2 separate regions of the Mus musculus genome follow, and region 1 is linked to region 2. Evidence: chromatin contacts called from public Micro-C data. All regions are on one chromosome and are shown on one strand. The core of a region is the stretch at or near the end of the contact, and the rest is flanking DNA. Distances in the headings are between cores, read along the strand shown.

What was found. Hi-C and Micro-C count contacts between places; a contact is called where the count stands out from the background.
Region 1: a contact with region 2 is called in a Micro-C map of embryonic stem cells, with 2.5 times the contacts expected there. The contact joins the promoter of Syngr4 here to the promoter of Sec1 in region 2. A contact is called at or near these places in 5 of 39 promoter capture datasets (the 3T3-L1 cell line, cranial neural crest, hematopoietic stem and progenitor cells and 2 more), 1 of 15 datasets of contacts at CTCF or cohesin (CD8 T cells), 3 of 484 Hi-C or Micro-C datasets (double positive thymocytes and embryonic stem cells), 5 of 115 datasets of contacts at active chromatin or transcription factors (the SCID.adh cell line, T-cell acute lymphoblastic leukemia, embryonic stem cells and 2 more) and 3 of 9 other capture datasets (adipose tissue, liver and pancreatic islet).

Annotation. Positions count from the first base shown.
Region 1 is chr7:45,895,207-45,900,350 of GRCm38.p6, reverse strand. Syngr4 (synaptogyrin 4) reads left to right here and starts at 3,640. Exons shown (of 5, transcript NM_021482.2): 1 at 3,640-3,743; 2 at 4,460-4,660. The coding sequence starts at 4,568. Tmem143 (transmembrane protein 143) reads right to left here and starts at 3,282. Exons shown (of 8, transcript NM_144801.2): 1 at 3,250-3,282; 2 at 2,685-2,916; 3 at 615-719. The coding sequence starts at 3,272.
Region 2 is chr7:45,691,187-45,696,111 of GRCm38.p6, reverse strand. It overlaps Sec1 (secretory blood group 1), which reads left to right and starts at 1,710. Exons shown (of 4, transcript NM_001271578.1): 1 at 1,710-2,138. Ntn5 (netrin 5) reads right to left here. Exons shown (of 7, transcript NM_001358870.1): 3 at 4,877-4,925; 4 at 4,551-4,700; 5 at 4,175-4,228; 6 at 3,691-3,771; 7 at 1,556-2,116. The coding sequence ends at 1,722.

The DNA of each region.
Region 1 (5,144 bases), core at 2,391-4,890, 200 kb before region 2:
GATAGAGCCCACATGGAGATCAACATCCTTACAAGAAACCCCAGAGCTCTTGCTCAGTCCTCCCGCATGTGTGGACAAGGTGAGAGCATCCACTCTGAATGAGGAAGCAACCCTCATTGGACCCCAGATCCTGAACACTCTGAGCTCAGACTAAAGCTTCATGTCCCTGAGGAGACACGCTAGTGTATATAACGGCGAACCGAGAGCCTTTCTGTTATAATATCAGAAACAACACTAACTCCCTGACAGTCAGTGTCAAGAGCCTTCCATAGCTTCTCCGAGCCTTCAGTCTCCCTCTGCTGTCCAACTGGAATAACTAGCTTCCTCCAGGCGCAGTACAGAGGAGGCAGAAGTGTCGGTCTCTATGAGTTCAAGGACACCCCAGTCCCTTCTCCCTGCAGATCCCTCAGCCAGACATATTTTACATTCATTTTAGTTCCTATCCCACCCTGCCATCCTCATGCCTGCTCCATGAGGTCATGACCACATCTGTCCTGGCCATAGCAGAGTCCTCAGAACATAAAAGAGAACCAGGCTCCAAGCAAGTATCCATCACACCATACTAAACAGACGACGAGCAAACACACACGGCAGGACTGGAGAGCCATCCTCACCTGCAGCCTGGCCAGGAGCTGATGGTAGTGAAAGAGGGTACAGAAGTCCACGTGAGCTGAGAATGCCTCCAAAGCTGCTCTCTCCGCTGGGCTGGAGTGGAACTCCTGACACCCAGAAAGAAAACCCAGTTAGGCCTCTCTCCTCTTCCTCCAGAGGAACCCTTTCAAGGCAACCACGTACAGGATGGAAATTCTGGGCTTTTACATTTGTATTTAAAAGCTGATCAGAGGGCTGGAGAGGAGGCACAGTGGTTAAGAACACTGACTGCTCTTCTGAAGGTCCTGAGTTCAAATCCCAGTAACCTCACAGTGGCTCACAACCATCTGTAATGAGATCTGATGCCCTCTTCTGGGATGTCTGAAGACAGCTACAGTGTACTTACATATGATAAATAAATAAATCTTGAGGCCAGAGCGAGTGGGCCAGAGAGAGAAGAAAAAGTATCTGAACACAGCTACAGTATACTTACATATAATAAATAAATAAATCTTTAAAAAAAAAGAAAAAATGATTTGGTCGGGCTGAAGAGATGGCTCGGTGGTTAAGAGCACTAACTGTTCTTCCAGAGGTCCTGAATTCAATTCCCAGCAACCACATGGTGGCTCACAACCATCTATAATGGGTTCCAGTGCCCTCTTCTGGTGTGTTTGAAGAGAGCAGTGGTGGTGTACTCATATGCATACAATAAATAAATAAATAAATCTTAAAAACTGATTTGGTCAATTATACAGACCCAGCATAGCACGGGGAAGAGAAGTCTACAGGATGCAGAGGCTTGGCACCTGCTCTGTGGCAGCCGCACATCCACAGAACATGTGCTCTGTGGCAGCCGCTCTTCCTTTGCAGAACATCATCCTCCAAAGAAGGGACGGGGTGGATGGAATTAAAACTTCAGTTTTTCAAAAGAGGAAACTGAGGTTCAGTGAAGCCATTTCTGAGGGTCATGATGGGCTCATCTGACTCCAGAGAGAATCTAATTTATCGCGTGTTTACATATATGTGTGTTTTGATTGCATGTATGTGCACCACATATGTGCCAGCAATGGTCAGAAGGCGGCACTGGCTGATCCCCTGGAACTAGAGCTATGGGTGGTTGTGAGTTATCATGTGGGTACTAGAAGCAGATCCTGGGTCCTCTGCAAGAGTAACAAATGCTTCTAACTGGTAAGCCATCTTCTCAGGCTGACTAGAGGAATTTTTTTAAATTATTTTTATTTATATCAGTACATTGTTGCTGACTTCAGACACACCAGAAGAAGGCATCGGATCCCATTACAGATGGTTGTGAGCCATCATGTGGTTGCTGAGAATTGAACTCAGGTCCTCTGGAAGAGCAGTCAGTGCTCTTAACCACTGAGCCATCTCTCCAGCCACTAGGGGGAGTTTTTGATGAGATTGTTTGTGCTTGTACGTATGCATGTGGGCATAAAATCTAGCACGGGACTTGGTAGACACAGCAGGTGTTCAGTAAATCACTATTATACTAATGATCATCTGACAGTGATGGAGGGCTGAGAGCTCAAGCTATGGAATAGATCAGGGGTGAAGTAAGGGGCGCACTCTAGAGTCAAGCAAGCATGGGCCACTCACTGTAGCTTTGGATGGGTCACTGCCTTTAAACCTGTAAAATGGGATAATGGTGGCCTCTCACAGGGTTGTTCTGATGGCTCTATACATTACAAACACTTAGCACGGTGCCACGGAATAAAGAGCTCAAGGTGTGATAATAATTATCATTATGGCTTTGCAGATACAAATTTATTATGTACTAGAAAGGAATTATGAGGATGATAGTTACATCTATTTCAAGGGAAAAACTTATGTCCCAGTGTGCCTGTTCAAGGCCCCAGAAGAAGCCCAAGTCCAGAGATCTTTAGGCATCTCATCTTGGAGTTCTTTCTAGCCCCTGCATTCCAACTTTCTCGAACCCACTAGGAACGCCAAAGGGACCAGAAACTACACTCCCAGGAGGGCGCTAGCGCAGACCTCAAAAGCAGGTATAGTGGTGCAGTCGCGAGGTCGGCTGGAAACTGTAGTCTCTAGGTCCTTAGACCACTGATGGGCGGTACCTGTATCAGGAGGCGGAGCAGCTGCTCCTTGGAGAATGGAATGAAGCGCTCGCGGTACTGCTGGGCCCAGTCGCAGGGCTCCTTGGGGTTCCACATCTTGCGGTACACCCCCATCCTGTTCTCCAGGGACGACAGAGCTCGGGGAGTCCCGAGGAGAGCAGGCACCAGGGACCATAGTCGGACCTTGGACCCCCAGGTCACATGCAACATGGCCTGCCCCCTTTCCCAGAGCCTAAACATAAGCAAATGAAGGGGGATGTCAAAGGTCAGTTGGAGGTAGTACCTCCACACACCCCTCCCTTCGGGGACAGTTCCTGGCCAGTCTCCCTCCCTCTAATCCCTTTCCGGTTCCTTCTACACTGCACATTTAGGTTGGCTCCGGAATAGGGTCAGAGGTCGTAGTTTGGAGTATCTTGCAGGCCCAGGGACCCTGAAGCGGTACAAATGGTCTCTGAGAAGCTTAAACAATGAGGTGGAGCTCAGGAGTGTTGAAAAACTAGGAAAAGTTAATAGCGGGTGCTGGGCCGTCCTTCCTGGGCCATGCAATCCCCCACCCTGCCCTCACCTTAACCAACGCGCGACTGTCATTGAGCCTTCTGCGCATGTGCAGTAAGAGGTCCTAGGCCCAGAGGATTGGCTTCAGCAAGCAGTAAGGCGCATGCGCACAGCCTGAGCCGCTTGAAACCATTTAATAGCCTTTATCTCAACTGCGCATGCCTCATCGCTAGTCCTTTTTTTTTTTTTTTTTTTTTTTTTTTTTTAAAGGTAATGCGCACGCGCTGAAGACGTGTGGTCCGCTATTTGGAGCTGGGTCGGGCCCTCGCGCGCGCCCGGCCAACGGCGACCCGCCCAACGTCCGCCGAGACCACGCCCTTTCCATAGTCAGTTCGGATAGGCGGAAAGGAAAGGGGCGGGACTTGGCTGCAGCCAATCATCTGTAGAGGACAGAAAAGGCGGGAAAAAGAGGAACCAAAAAGAGGCTAGAGGTGGCTCCCGGGACCAGGAGAGGAAGCCAGGCAGGCAGAAGAGGAACGCAGGTCCTCGGCCCTCGGAGAAGAGGTGGTTCTCTTCAGCCAGCGTCCCCTTGGGGTCTCAGCACTTCCGCCCCCAGGTCCTTAGAAGGGAAGCCCCTAGTCTAAGGAGGTTGCCATGACTCTCATACCGAGTGGCAGCTGGTTTCTGAGGCTTCAGTCTTAAGACAATATGTCATCCTGAAACAGAGCTGAAGCCTAAGCAAGCCTGGTGTTACGGAAAATGACCCAAGTTAGGGAACACCTCAAATATTGCTGGGCTCTACGTGGTCTTCTATACCTAGGGTAGCTGCATTCCCTCAAGGACCAGTCTACAGTCCCCCTATTGACCCCACTCTGAGGGCCCAGCAGACCTGCCACCCCTTATCACCCTCATCCTGTATTCCCAAAATCTAGGGCCCTCAGAACCCTCTGGCCCCTTATCAGCACCTGAAACCTCCAATAGCCCATCAGCCTACATTTCCAACTTCTGGAACCCCGAAGCAGCCTTCCAGCCGTGCTCCCATTTCCAGAACCTCCCACATACCCTATCATGTCTCATCTCCAGCACCTAAGACCACCCAGCAGTTTCTCACCCCATATTCCTGACAACTGAAAACGGGAGCAGCCAGCCCCTTCAGCCCACCCCCTCTGTTCCTAGGGCTCCTAACAGCCCCTCAGCCTATCCATCCCCACAAAGGAAGGGCCAGTACTCCCCACTCCCAGCACTTTTACTCTGACATTCCCATTCCTCTTTTCTTGCAGTAGCTGAGCCTTGAGGTGGGTCTGAGGCACACAGGAAGTGGTGCCCAGAAAGCAGCACCCAACACCCCTGCCCCTACCTCCCGGGACACCCAAAGAAGAGCAGCCACTATGCACCTCCCTGAAAGCCTCCACGACCTGGCAGACAATGAGACTGTGCGCTTTCTGAGGAGACCAAAGAGCATCTCAAGGATCTTCGGAGGGGTGAGACCCCAGGGGTCAGGACACAGGCGACATCCAGGAAGAGGGCAAGGGGTCAGTGTGGTCAGAGAGGGAGAGAAGCAGACAGGAGCCCAAAACTGAAGCCACCTTTTACTGAGTATCTGGTCACTAGCCACTGTCAGCATCAACCGAGTCATCACAAGAAAGAGCCCCTCAAACCTGGGGCTCCTCAAAGGGCCTCTCAAATCTGTCACACCAGCACATAAAAGACTGAGGTAGGAGGATTGACATAGGTTTGAGGCCAGCCTGGGTTACAGTGTAAGAAAATGGAAAAAGTGAAAAAGAACCCTTTCAAAGGCGAAGAAAAGTAAAGCCACCCCCCCAAAAAACCCCATAATTTTGATAAATGGCATCAGTGTTTGAAGACTGCTTGTCCAGTGGAGTAGCCACAAGCCACGGGTGCTACTCCAATTCCAACTCATCAAATGGGATTCAAATGGGCTGCTCTGCAATCATGGTGGCCATA
Region 2 (4,925 bases), core at 461-2,960:
GCCATATAGTACAGTGAAAAATAGTGTTTTGAGACAAGGTTTCCCTGTATAGTGCAGGCTAGCCTCCAGCTCCAACTGCAGCCTTTTCTGCTCCAGCCTTCCAAGTGCTGAGATTACAGGAGTAAAACAGACCTTGCTTGAATCTCTCTGCTACACTAGGCCTTTAGCCTCTGGACTTTTGCTGTTGTTTTTGAGATAGGATCTCTGGTAGCCCATTATTATATCTAACTCATTATGTAGCTAAAAATGAACCTCTGGTCCTCCTGCTTTGTAGCTCTTCAATGCTGGGCTGATAGGCATTTACCACTATACCTGGTTTACAGTGGGCTTGTGGGGGACCAAACCCAGAGCCACATGCACGCTAACGCTACCAAGTTGAGCTCCAGCCCAGCCTGTTTCTGGATCTTTCCAGAAACCTTTCGCTTCATCTGGAGTTGCCTTTCTTGCCCCTTCCTTGTGGGCAAATTCCTACTGGAACAAATACAGACTTCAGGAGATTCCGCCCACCCCCACACATACACCATGAACAAATAAAGACTTCAGGAGATCACCCCCACCCCCTGCCCCCCCCCCCCACACACACCATGAAGTCATTTGTCTAGCTGGTGAGGTGAACAGAATTTGTCTTCTTTGAGGTCTGGTGGCCACCTGTGCCACCCCTATTACTGTGCAGGGACAGGCAGGGCTGACATCTGGAGGGGAGGGGAGGGGAGGGGAGGGGTGAGGAGGGGAGGGGAGGGAAGGGAAGGGCCTGGTCGGCAAGTGGTACAGATGTGGATTTCACACCAATTTGCTTCGGCTGCTAGAAACAAAGTTTGAGTCACAAGGAACACATAAGGCTCTCTGCTCTGGGCTTTCATCTTCTACACGCAGGCTCTTGGGTGGGAGGAGCTCCCGCAGCTTGGGTGGTTCCCACAACCCCTGTGAACTTCCTTAACCCTCTCCCCCTGCCCTCAACGCCCACTACCTCTGTATCCTAGCAAGATCTTCCCATCAGCGTGCTCACAGAGAAAGGGAGGCCTCTGGGTATTCAAATAGTAACAGGAAACTCATAGGGTGCTTGCTCTGGGCCAGGCCTGTTCCAAAGCCTTAATGTCGATTAATAGGTTTCAGCTTCAAACTGCACTTGTTAAATAATCCCTGGACTTCCGATCCCCCACCTCCTAAGTGCTGAGAACTGGGCCACCATGGCTCTATCTAGACTATATTTCAAGATTAGATGATAGTCGTCGAAGCCTCCCCCTCGCCCATCAGAATAATAAAATATCTTAAACGCCAAACTTTCTGGATATGAGACTACCGGGCACCTTTGTCAAATTTCTTGCCTTTTCCAGCCATACCTAGTCTATTGTCTTTTGGCTAATCATCAAGCAACACAAATCTTACTAGAACCCAGTTACTCCACGGGAGTCCTTTCACTTCCAAGTACACTGGCCACTTTCTCCCAGGTAATTTATTTAGAACTTAAGCTTGGTGTATCAAGGCCTTTTCGGTTGCCTTGGAAAGACTCTCCCAACACGGATGGGGTGTGTGTGTGTGTGATCTGTAGACACAATTCCACAAGACATGAGCCTTTATTGTGACAAATAACCTATAAGGCTCACAGGTCCAAGCAGTCACTTCCGGTCCCAACGTAGGCAACGTCACATGCGGAGTGGCGTCACGGGCACTGAAGCTTCTGATTGGCTCTGGGGACTCACACCTTACATTAGTAGCTCACTTTAGTTCCTGGGCCCAGGGCTCCGTGTGGGTGGCAGCAGGCCTCGGCAGGCACCTCCGCGCTCCTTCTGCTGCAGTCGCCGCAGCGGCCGGGCCCATCGTGGTCTCCAGGGCAGCGCGAGGCCGTGGCGGTTCAGGATGAGGCGCGCAGGGTCATAGTTGTCGTCGTCGTGGGTCTGCGCAGCACGGCCCAGCAGGAGGTAGTCAGCGCCAGGGCGCAGGCGCAGGCAGCCGCAGATTAGGTCAGCACGTGGCACCCAGGCCTCCTGGCCACCGCGGCGCACGGGCCACGCACGCTGTTTGAACACAGCCAGCACGTGCACGGCCAGCCGCCACCACTCGGGGCCCACCGCCTCAGACGGCTGCGACGACGACGCTGAAACCTGGGCGTGCAGAACTGAGGGAAGACACCACCTCAGGCAAGTGGGAGGCTAGCCCGGAGGAGGGCAGGCCTGATGAAGATGGCACCGTCACGTGGCGGTGGGAAGGGTCAGGCAAGGGCCTAGATTGGTGGTTCTCAGCTTGCGGGTCGTGACCCCCTTGAGGGACTACCCATCTTTTTCACAGTGGTCTCCTTGGACCATTGGGAAAAAGGTATTTACGTTGCAATTCGTTTGCAATTCATAACAGTAGCAACATTACAGATATAAAGTAGCAACGGGAATAATTTTATGGTTGAAAGGGTCACCACAACAGGAGGAACCACATTTGGAAGGTTGAGAACCACTGGTTTAAAGGGAGGCCAGGATCAAAGTTGGGAAGGAGTTATGTTGTGGTTTAGGATGGTGGACGCTGGTGGAATGTGAAGTGGGGGAGGGGAGAAATCCAAGATTGTGCTTGTAAGGGCCATGTGAGTTGCAGGACATGGGGGTGGAGGGTGGGAAATTGGGTGTGTGTGTGTGCGTGCCTAGAAATGGGATCAGGAAGAGTATGTGAAGCAGGGTTTTTAGGGTTGCAGTAAATTAAGAAGGATGAGGGAGGCAGAGGTCCAGAGGGATGCTCACCAGAGATCAGTCAGGGAGAGCATCCTAAGGACGTCAGATAATGCTGGCTGGGACTCTTGGAGTCATGTTCCTATTAACAGTAGCCTCAAGATTCCAGGGTCTCACTAAAATGTCGACGCTGGTCTAGAACTTACTCTGTAGCCTAAGCCAATCCAGAAGTCACTGGCGTCCCTCTGCCTCAGCCCCCTGAGAACTGAAGGTTTTGAGCTTGCACCAGCATGTTAAGCTAAGCCCAGAGCATTAGTGTTACACAGTGAGCCGGTTCCCAGGAGTGGGAGCCTCCAGAGAGGTGGGCCTTGTCAGAAAGGCTCTGGGGTAAACTGGCGGTCCAAAGAATGAATTGAGTGGGAAGGCCTGAGACTCGACTGATGTCACGCTACTGTGAATCAGTGCTGTGGTGTGGAGGGCCAGGAAGACCTCGGGGCTAGTTGCTGGCTAGCAAGGCAGATCTGTGAGTAGGAGAAGCCCCACCTCAAAGACGGGTGACACTGAAGTCAGTTGATGATCCTAGGGGCAAAGCAGCCTGTGCTCTGGGACAGAAAGCGGTGACCAGGAATGGTCCATCCTTTTCTGGCTAGGCCCAACCCCTGAGTATCTGAGAGCTGAGCTCATGGGCCTCAGTATTGGGCCCTGCTGTGCAGGGGTGGGGGTGGGGGGGGCAAAGGCTCAGATCTGAGACTGGAGGGATATGACAGGGCCTTCTCTACATCTCCATCCCTCCGTTCCTTCCAGCTCTCAGAGAGGTCAGGCTCAAGGACAGGATGCACAGCAAGTGTGAGAGTATGGAGGACCAGGAGACACAGGAAACAGGGATTCCTCCCACTGTCTCCCACCATTGTCTGCTGTTCTGTCTCAGATAACATTGTCTGGTGAAGACCAGTCCTTCAGGGTCTAACATCCTTTCCCATTTATAATAAGGAAGTGGAAGGATGGGGAAAAGGCAGGCCTGTTTTCCTCTCTCACTTACCATAATCCTGCTGACAGTATCTCTGAAGGCTCATGTGCACACTGCTGACGGAGACATTGCAATAGCCTTGACACTGTGGGTCTGGAGAGGGTCATGCTCTTTGCAGTGGGCTCCCGTGGCCTGGACCACAGCCTATCTCCCCTCCCCATTTCCACAAACAGCTGGACTGTCTGCGCCCTCAAGAAGGGCTGGAGCCCAGTCATGGTGGCACACACCTTTGATCCCAGCACTTGGGAGGCAAAGGCAGGGCACTCTCTGAGTTCAAGGCCAACCTGGTCTACAGACCAAGTTCCACCAGGGCTACCCGGAAAAATCCTGTCTCAAAAAAAACTCAAAACAAACAAACAAACAAACAAACAAACAAAATAACGAAACATAACAAAACAAATCAAAACCCAACAAAGATAGGCTGGGTACCCTCTGGACCTGGTCATCCCATCCCAGACCCCCTTTGCTGCTGGGAATGTCTGTGCCAGCCTCTTACCTGATCGAGATGCAACAGGGGTAGTAGCAGGGGTAGTTGTTGCCTCTGGAATTCCTGTCAGACCAGAGGAGAAATGCAGTGTAAACTCTAGAAATCAGCAGGAGGAATCCAGGCATGTGACTCTCTAGGGTACAACCATCCTGCCCCCTCACCAGGACCCACCCCTTCCCGTGTAAGAACAAGGGGTCCAAAACCTTGGCCTTCTTTCTAGGATTGAAGAGTCTGTAGTTTCCCACCTGAATTCTCAGACGATTCAGAGTTCATCCACTGCCACCCAGAAACCAAAGCCACACACTGCAGTTGTCCCCAGAGACCTTGATGCCATCTCCCCTGACCTGAGTTCAGGACTTACGGCTTCGTGTGCCATAGGACTCACGTTGGCAGGGCATCCTGGGTGAGCGGCTCTGCTGGTAGCCAGGACCACAGCGATTGCATGTCAGGCCTGTGACCCCTAACTTGCAGGAGCACTGGCCACTGGTCTGGTTGCACATCCCTCCCGTTGCTCCAATTGGGTGGCACTGGCAGGCTTCGTGACAAAACACAAGAGTTACTCGGGGCCAATAGGTTCCCCACAAAATCCATGTCCTGGTCCCCAAACCCGACAATCTAAACTCCGCCTCCTTTACAACCACCTCCGTACCTGCCATTACAGAATCCTAGCTCTGCTCTTTCCCCTTCAGCTTGGCTTCAGGCCACACTCACCCCTGCATGCCTTGTGACTAGTGATGGGCTGGCTCGGGTCCCTCCAGAA